2 separate regions of the Oryctolagus cuniculus genome follow, and region 1 is linked to region 2. The links are chromatin contacts, called in public Micro-C maps. All regions are on one chromosome and are shown on one strand. Each heading gives the region's core, a stretch centred on a gene start, on an enhancer-like site or on the middle of the called end of the contact. The rest is flanking DNA. Distances are from core to core; before and after follow the strand shown. Region 1 holds the start of TTPAL (alpha tocopherol transfer protein like). Region 2 overlaps LOC103352375 (a long non-coding RNA gene).

Region 1 (3,869 bases), core at 334-2,833, 370 kb after region 2:
AGGATTCATGGGGCTCATGAGAAATCTGTTCATGCCTTCTGTTGATTCCCTGGAGGACAGTGCCCCAGGGTCTCCCGCTAGGTCCCACCATCACCTCCTACTCCAGCATGCTGGCACCTTCAACACATGAACCTTGGAGACATGCTAAGCCATATCCAAGCCATCACACACACACACACACACACACACACACACACACGCTGAGTGCCTGCCAGTGTGCGTGCAACGGCTATAACTCCTTCCCCAAGTCTCACAACTGCCCTGAACACACCGAATCACATCCAAACCATAGTGCATGCGTGGGCACTTGCACGCACACACACACACGCACGCGTGCGCGCTCCATGTCTGCCAGGCTGTCACTCTCTGAGTCTCTCGACTGCCCCGACCGGCAGAGGCACTTGTTGATCTGCACTGGATGATCGGGAACACGGGCAGCTCGGCGAGGTGAAGGACCTGGCCCAAAGTTACAAATTAAGTAAGTGGCGTGGGGTGGAGGTGGGCAGGGGGGTGAATTGAGGCTGGGAAAAGTTCATCCTCTGGCTCTTGGAATTCGAAAGAACAAAATGTTCTATACGCTCAGACAGTGCTCACCTGCCGGGGCTGCCAGCCCGAGGTCATGCGTTGCCCAACCAGTGGCCTGCAGCCTGGGGTGGCTTGAGAAGTGTGCAGACCGGGGCTGACGCTTGCCAAGCCCCAGACAGCCTGACCGCAATCCGAGGGTCACGTGAAGCTTGTGATCCATGAGCCGGCATGCCTGAGGAGCCAGAGACTCGCGCTTCTTGGTGTGCCAACCCTGCGCTCGCAAGCCTTGGGATCAGGACCTAGAACAGAGCCAGCCAGCAGCCAGCAGGCTGGGGTGAAGCCATGCCCAGCTGTGCTCTGCGGTCACACGCTGATTTCCTAACCTGGATCGGCATGGCTGCTGGGAGGGACAGCATGTCCTCTCCGTTCCCAGGGCCCTGGATTGCAGCCAGGCTGAAGCATTCCAAAACAGGGCCTGGCAGGGAGGGGTCCCACCTCCCCTGCTCCATCAGCAGCAGCCACAGAGCCTGTCCAGCCCACCTTGGCTGCATGTGTAACTCTCAGCGTGGTGCTAGGCCCTGACGACACATTTACTCAACCAGCCCCACGGAGATGCTATGGAGTGGGGGCTCTCACGGGAACCGTTTGATAGAGGAGAAAACAGACCCAGAGATGCACAAGCCCCTGGGAAATGGCAGCACAGAGACGGAGCTGCAGGTCTGCGACTGGAATCCGAGCGTGAATGTGAATTCGCTCTATCTCTCAGTCCTGCATTAACCCTATTGTCACTGCACCAAGGATACAAGAAAATTGAGGCTCAGGGAGGTGGGTGCAATGTTTCTAGAAGGCTCTGTGCTGACAACCAGTGATCATCTTGCAAAGGCATAGTCCAAAGCTTACAGCTGCTAAAATGTGGCTGTGGTCACTGAAAACTCGTGTCTTTTGTTACCTGTGGGGTCCTGGGGCCTGGTGAGGGCAGGGGTATCTGGAGGCTGGGAAACGGGTTGCCTGCTGCCTCGGCGAAGGAGCTGCAGGGTGGATGCGCTGTCCGTCCACGCTCAGGGCGGTTCCTGCTAAAGGCTGCTTGTGTGTCTCCGCGGACCTGCCGTGTGCAGAGAACCCACATGAGTGCGCCCACATAGGGTCAGCTTGGGTCCTGTCCCATAGTTCCCCCTGGAGGGGCAAGCGGGTGACACAAAAAGAAGCTGGAGTCGGCTCCCAGATTTCTATGGGCCAAGAAGGGAGTTACAAGGGAGCCCCAGCAGGAGAGGTGCACCCCCAAGGGTGAGAGGGACCCTGCCCATCTCCCTGGAGACCACAACGGTGTCCCACAATAAATGCCTGCTGGGCAAAGACAGCTGGAAGCCAGCCAGGATGGTGACAGCTGAAGGGAGACCCTTCCTCTCCCCTCTTGCAGGGGAGGGGAGGGGAGATGTAGAAAAGGACGCCCCCCCAACCCCCCCATGACTGCCTCTCCCCCATGGGTCTTAATTGAAGGAGCAAAGAAGGTTGAAACCGAAATTGGACTGGGAGTTTTGATCAGTAGCTTAACCCGATGTTCTGATTTCTTTTTTCTTTCTTTTTTTTTTTTTTTTTTTTTGGACAGGCAGAGTGGACAGTGAGAGAGAGAGAGACAGAGAGAAAGGTCTTCCTTTGCCGTTGGTTCACCCTCTAATGGCCGCTGCGGCTGGCGCACTGCGCTGATCCGAAGGCAGGAGCCAGGTGCTTCTCCTGGTCTCCCATGGGGTTCAGGGCCCAAGCACTTGGGCCATCCTCCACTGTACTCCCGGGCCACAGCAGAGAGCTGGCCTGGAAGAGGGGCAACTGGGACAGAATCCGGCGCCCTGACTGGGACTAGAACCCAGTGTGCCGGCGCTGCAAGGCGGAGGATTAGCCTATTGAGCCACAGAGCCGGCCTCTGATGTTCTGATTTCTAAACTGGGATGTGGTCAGGATGGAAGTGGCCACAGAACTGTCTGTTCGCCGAGAGGAAGAATGGGGGTGAGTTTGCGCCCAGAGGTCGGGAAAGTATTTCTTCATGGAACACATTCAGAAGGGGCATCAGGAGACAAAAATAACAGTGCACTTTGATTACGTCACAGTCTGTTCAACCTGCCAGTCACCGCGAGATGGACTTCTCCAACATGAGTCTGGGAAGTGAATGTTCCAGAATGTTCTAGAACTTGGCTCAGGAATGTGGGTGCCTCTGGAAGCACTTGATTCCCAAGAATTCTATTTTTAGACACTTCCCGGAGAGGAATGAGCACGTGTGTCCTCGTGAGCCCTTGTGGGGCCAGCACACCCATCCCCCTCGCTGCTCCGTTCCTGGCTGTGTCCCCGTTTCCTGAGAACTGAGCCTCAGGAGTCACTTCACCCAGAAGGCTTTCCCTTACTCCAGGGCAGCTTGCAGCCAACACAGATGCCACCTAACTTACCACGTGGTTTCGCACTGATGGACCCACCGGAAGCTCAAAGTATCGTGAATTGAAGATGCATTTGAATCATCAAACATCATAGCTCAGCCTAGCCTGCTTTCAACATGTCCAGAACACTCAGGCCCTAGTTGAGCAAAGTCATCCAACACAGCCTGTTTTATAATAAAATATTGAACGTGCCATGTAGTTACTGAGTACCGTACTGAAAGTGAAAAATAGAACGATTGTGCGTGTATGCTTTCCAACCATCTAAAGTTAAGAAATTGTAAGTTGGGGGGCCGGCGCTGTGGTGTAGCGGGGAAAGCCGCCACCTGCAGTGCTGGCATCCCATATGGTTCAAGTCCTGGCTGCTCCGCTTCCGATCCAACTCTCTGTTACGGCCTGGAAAAGCAGTGGAAGATGGCCCAAGTGCTTGGGCCCCTGCACCCACCTGGGAGACCCAGAAGAAACTCCTGGCTCCTGGCTTCGGATCGGCTCAGCTCCGGCCATTGTGGCCAATTGGGGAGTGAACCAGAGGATGGAATACCTCTCTTTCTCTCTCTCTGCCTCTCCTTCTCTGTGTAATTCCTTCAAATAAATAAATAAATCTTTAATAAAAAAAGAAATTGTAAGTTGGGACTGTCTGTGAACCTCAATGCTATTTGGTGACAAAAAGGAACCAATTATTGGTACATGCAACAATATGGATGAATTTCAGAAAGGTTACACTGAGTGAAAGAAGTCAGATGAAAAGGGTATACACCGACGATCCCATTCCTATAAAATCCCAGGAAGTGCAAACCATCTCCAGTGAAGACGGTCATCTGTAGTGACCACAGTCGCCTGGAGGCGGGCAGGTGGGTGGAGGGGAGGTGCCATACAAAAGGGCATGAGAGAATTGGGTGAGGGGCTTATGGAGACATTCATCAT
Region 2 (3,974 bases), core at 260-2,759:
TTCACGTGAGATCGTTGATGTTCAGCCCATCCAATGTTGGCTTTTCATTTTAGTGGGAAAAGGGCTGAGCCCCTGACTCAGAGAGATCTGTGGCTGTGGTTAGAAGCAGAGCTCCTGCGTCCCTGTGATGAGGACCAGTTCACCTCTCCACGAGGACAAATAACTGAGGGAAAAAGAAAAACAAACAAAACAGAGCTCCTACAGCTCTTGCTAACCTCACCTGAGAAGGGCAGGCTGTGTCCAGGAGATCAGAATTCTAGACTCGCTGAATTCAGTCCTGGTCATACAATCACCTTGATTCTCACAGAACTAAGGTCCTTGGAAAGGTCGGCATCATCAGTGTGGGGGAAGGAAGAGATTCCGAATCTGCATTTCCATTTCATGATAGCTGAACCAGAAATAAGTTTCACAGTGTGGCTAGGCTCTGCCGATTTCTACCTGCAGAGAAAGTGGCAAGACACTGTCATGCGCCAGTACCTCCTCTTGCTTCGTAAAGTTCACAGAGCTCTCCGCCTCCAGTCTCCTCCTTTGGAGTGCCACCTGGGCAAAGAGAACCATTAATTTATTGGGTGTTTGTGTGCGTATTTTGAGAATGATATTTTTTAGCATTTAATTTTAAATAAGAAGGCACCTGCTGTATTCATTTTAAATAATGTATTTTTACTACATAGTGATGTAGGAATATATTTTCAGTGTAAGAAAATGAAAATATTAAGGATAAAAGGTGATCACCAACCCCCAGCGCCGCTTCCCCTCCACGGGAGTAACTGCCGTTGCCGAACAGCGTGCACCAGTTAGTCATGGCAGGTCAGGTTCTGCTGCAGTGACAAACATCCTCAGAACCCCAGCGTCTCACAGTCACAAAAGCGTCTGGCTTGATCATCTCATGTTTTTGTCCTAGGGCAGCTTCCGTGATGTCAGGACACAGCTTGAAAGGGCAGCTGGGATGTACTGATCTCAGGGCAGAGGGAAAAGAACAGTGGAGCCTCTCAAAGCCTCTGTTGGGGGGTCTCCCACGTCTCTCTGTCTCACACTCGCCTGGGCAAAGCAAGTCGTATAGCCGCGTGTGACTTCAGAGGGGTGGAGGTGGGGTATTGTGCCTCCACAGGGAGCGGCCGTGAAGTTTCCCATACTTCTATGGAATACGTAAAGCTATAGAAAGAGATATCACTTCTGCATAATTTATTATGGCTCTGAATCTTGCTTTCTTCATGCAAAAAAATGTGCCTTAGAGGTCTTCCCACATTATACAAATAAATCCATTTGAGTTTTCAGCCATGGCAGAGCATGCCGTAAAATGGGAAGTACTATCATTTATTTAGCTCTTTCTCTAGTTGAAGACATTTAAGTCATTTCCAGTTTGGTATTATTGCAGACAAGGGTGTAGCAAATATCCTCATACTTGCCCTTTGTGCTTATGTGCAGCCGATTCTCTGGGGTGGGTACGGAGAAGTGGAATAGCTGGAGAGAAGCTCTCCAGAGGAACCCTGCCAATACTGCGCAAGGGCAGAGCACTGTTAGAATCTGGAGGAGAAGTCACGGGTCCGGGCAGGAGGACGCGTGAAGTCAGCCTTGCAGGGAGGGAAAAGAGGGAGTAAATGCCTTGAGCCTCTTCCCTGTGTCTCCTACTGGGCTGACCCCAACCAGACGACGGAAGGACCCTGTCCTGTCTGCCTCCCGGAGTGCAGAGGAGGCGGGAAAGCGCAGAGAACAAACCTGAAGGAGCAAATAGCAGCCACCCAGCCACCCTCCCCCACCCAGCACAAGGAAGGACTGAACTGTTTGACGTTGTACTTGACTGTCTTTCCAGTTTGCACGACCCTAATGGCTAGCGGAGCTGCACATCTTTCCATGTACTTCTATGCACTTTGTATCTCCTCTCCCCTACCTAGATGTCGCCTCCCTGTTTTCTGAGTTGACTCTCTCTTGATGAACTGGATAGAAATCTTTTGTAAATCTTACCCCACAGTGTGTCACTTGTCTTTGCTTTGCCAAAAGGCTCTTGAAGTGTTGAGGCAATAATTTAATCAGTCTTTGCCTGGATGGCTTTTGTCTTATGTCTTGTTTAAGGAAAGCTTTCCACTCCACATGATCAGTGTATCCTGCTTGTTTTTTTTTTTTTTTCTGATAGTTTTATGACTTTTATAGTTAGTTCTTTCATCCACCTGGGATTTATATTTGAAAATGGTATGGGGTATGAGCAAATTAGCTTGTTTTCCCAAATGGATATCCAGTTGTCACAGGAGCATTTCTGGAATAATTAATCATTTCCCCATTATTTGAAATAACATTTCAGTGTATCTTTATAAATTCATTGCTGGATTCTTTTCTCACTGATTGGTTTGTAAATTCTAGTGCCAGAGCTATTCTGTTTCTTTCTTTTTTTAAAGATTTATTTATTTATTTGAAATTCAGAATTACACAGAGAGAGGAAAGGGGGTGGGGGAAGGGAGGGAGGGAGGGAGGGAGGGAGGGAGAGAGAGAGAGAGAGAGAGAGAGGTCTTCCATCTAATGGTTCACTCCCCAATTGGCCACAATGGCAGGAGCTGTGCTGATCTGAAGCCAGGAGCCAGGAACTTCTTCCGGTCTCCCATGCGGGTACAAGGGCCCAAGGACTTGGGACATCTTCTACTGCTTTCCCAGGCCATAGCAAAGACCTAGATTGGAAGTGGAGCAGCCAGGTCTCGAAACAGCACCCATATGGGATGCCGGTGCTTCAGGCCAGGGCGTTAACCCTCTGCGCCACAGTGCTGGCCCCACTATTCTGTTTTAATTACTGAAAATCTACTCCGTGCTTTAATATCTGGTAAGGCAAGTTGTTCCTCTATTTTTTTCAATAGTATCCTTTTTTATACTTGCATAACTATTCTTCCATGTGAATTTTAATTTTAATTCCCAAGCATTTGAGCCATCTTCATTGCCTTCACAGGTGCATTAGCAGGGAGCCGCACTGGAAGCAGAGCAGCCAGAACTCAGACCAGCACTCATATGGGATTCCAGCTTCGCAGGTGGCAGCTTGACCTGCTGGTCTTAGCGGCAGGCATCCTAACCAGTGTCTTAATCACCAGGCTGAACGCCTCCCTTTGTGAATTTTAGAATCAGCTGATCAACTCCTTTGAACAATTCTTGTGGCATTTTATTGGACTTCCATTGAATTTATGTGTCTGCATTAGGAGAATTTCTTTCTTTCTTTTCTTTCTTTTTTTTTTTTTTTTTTTTTTTTTTTTTAGGAGAATTGATTCCTTTTGGGTATTGTGTCTTTCCCATCCAGGAAGGTGATATATACCTCTATTTGTCTCACAGTAGAGTTACAACTTTCTTTATAAAGGTCTGGCACATTTTTCATAGATTAGTCCCTGGGTATTTTAGCATTTTTGTTGCTGTTTTAAGTGGTAGATTTTGTTCCGTGTCTTTTATAACTTGATTATTGTATATTTGTCTAAATAGTTCAATTCTATCATGAGTTCAGTGGTGACTGCTTGCCTTGCATGGGTTTGAAGATTTGTGTTGCATGCTGCTGATCTCTCTCCCCACCATGTGAGGACACACAAGCCGGGAGGAGAGCCCTCATCAGAACTGACCGTCCTGGCACCCTGCTCTCGCACTTCCAGCCTTCAGAACTGTAAGCGAATAAACTCCTGTTGTTTAAGCCCCTTCGATTCTTAAAGTATTTTCAGAATGTGGATTCAGCCCTTCCTTGCTGGATTTTGTCTCTTTTGCCTTACCAAGATAGTTTTATAAACCAAAACAAGGGGCAGGCATTTGTGCAGTCATTAAGACGGTGTTGCTTCCTGCTAACACACATCCGAGGAGGCAGGGTATAGTAGCTCGAATACTGGGGTCTCTGCCACCCACATGGGAGGGGACCCCTGGGAAAAGGTGGAAGTCCTGGATGCAGCTCTGCTGTCTCTTAGGGAAGGTTCTAGAATCTGCATGTGATTATTTATTGGACAGAATTCAGTTACATGGCTGTA

What was found. Hi-C and Micro-C count contacts between places; a contact is called where the count stands out from the background.
Region 1: a contact with region 2 is called in a Micro-C map of ear pinna, with 5 times the contacts expected there. The contact joins the promoter of TTPAL here to the enhancer-like site in region 2. A contact is called at or near these places in 2 of 6 Hi-C or Micro-C datasets (ear pinna and an unstated tissue).

Annotation. Positions count from the first base shown.
Region 1 is chr11:14,660,377-14,664,245 of mOryCun1.1, forward strand. It overlaps TTPAL (alpha tocopherol transfer protein like), which reads right to left and starts at 1,584. Exons shown (of 5, transcript XM_051845016.2): 1 at 1,475-1,584.
Region 2 is chr11:14,285,567-14,289,540 of mOryCun1.1, forward strand. It overlaps LOC103352375 (a long non-coding RNA gene), which reads left to right. Exons shown (of 7, transcript XR_011379868.1): 3 at 3,448-3,622. Among named protein-coding and RNA genes, the nearest start is that of YWHAB, 13 kb to the left of the region's middle. Within about 2 kb of position 1,510, at least 1 of the 8 cell types and tissues checked has an H3K27ac peak or open chromatin away from gene starts, as enhancers often do.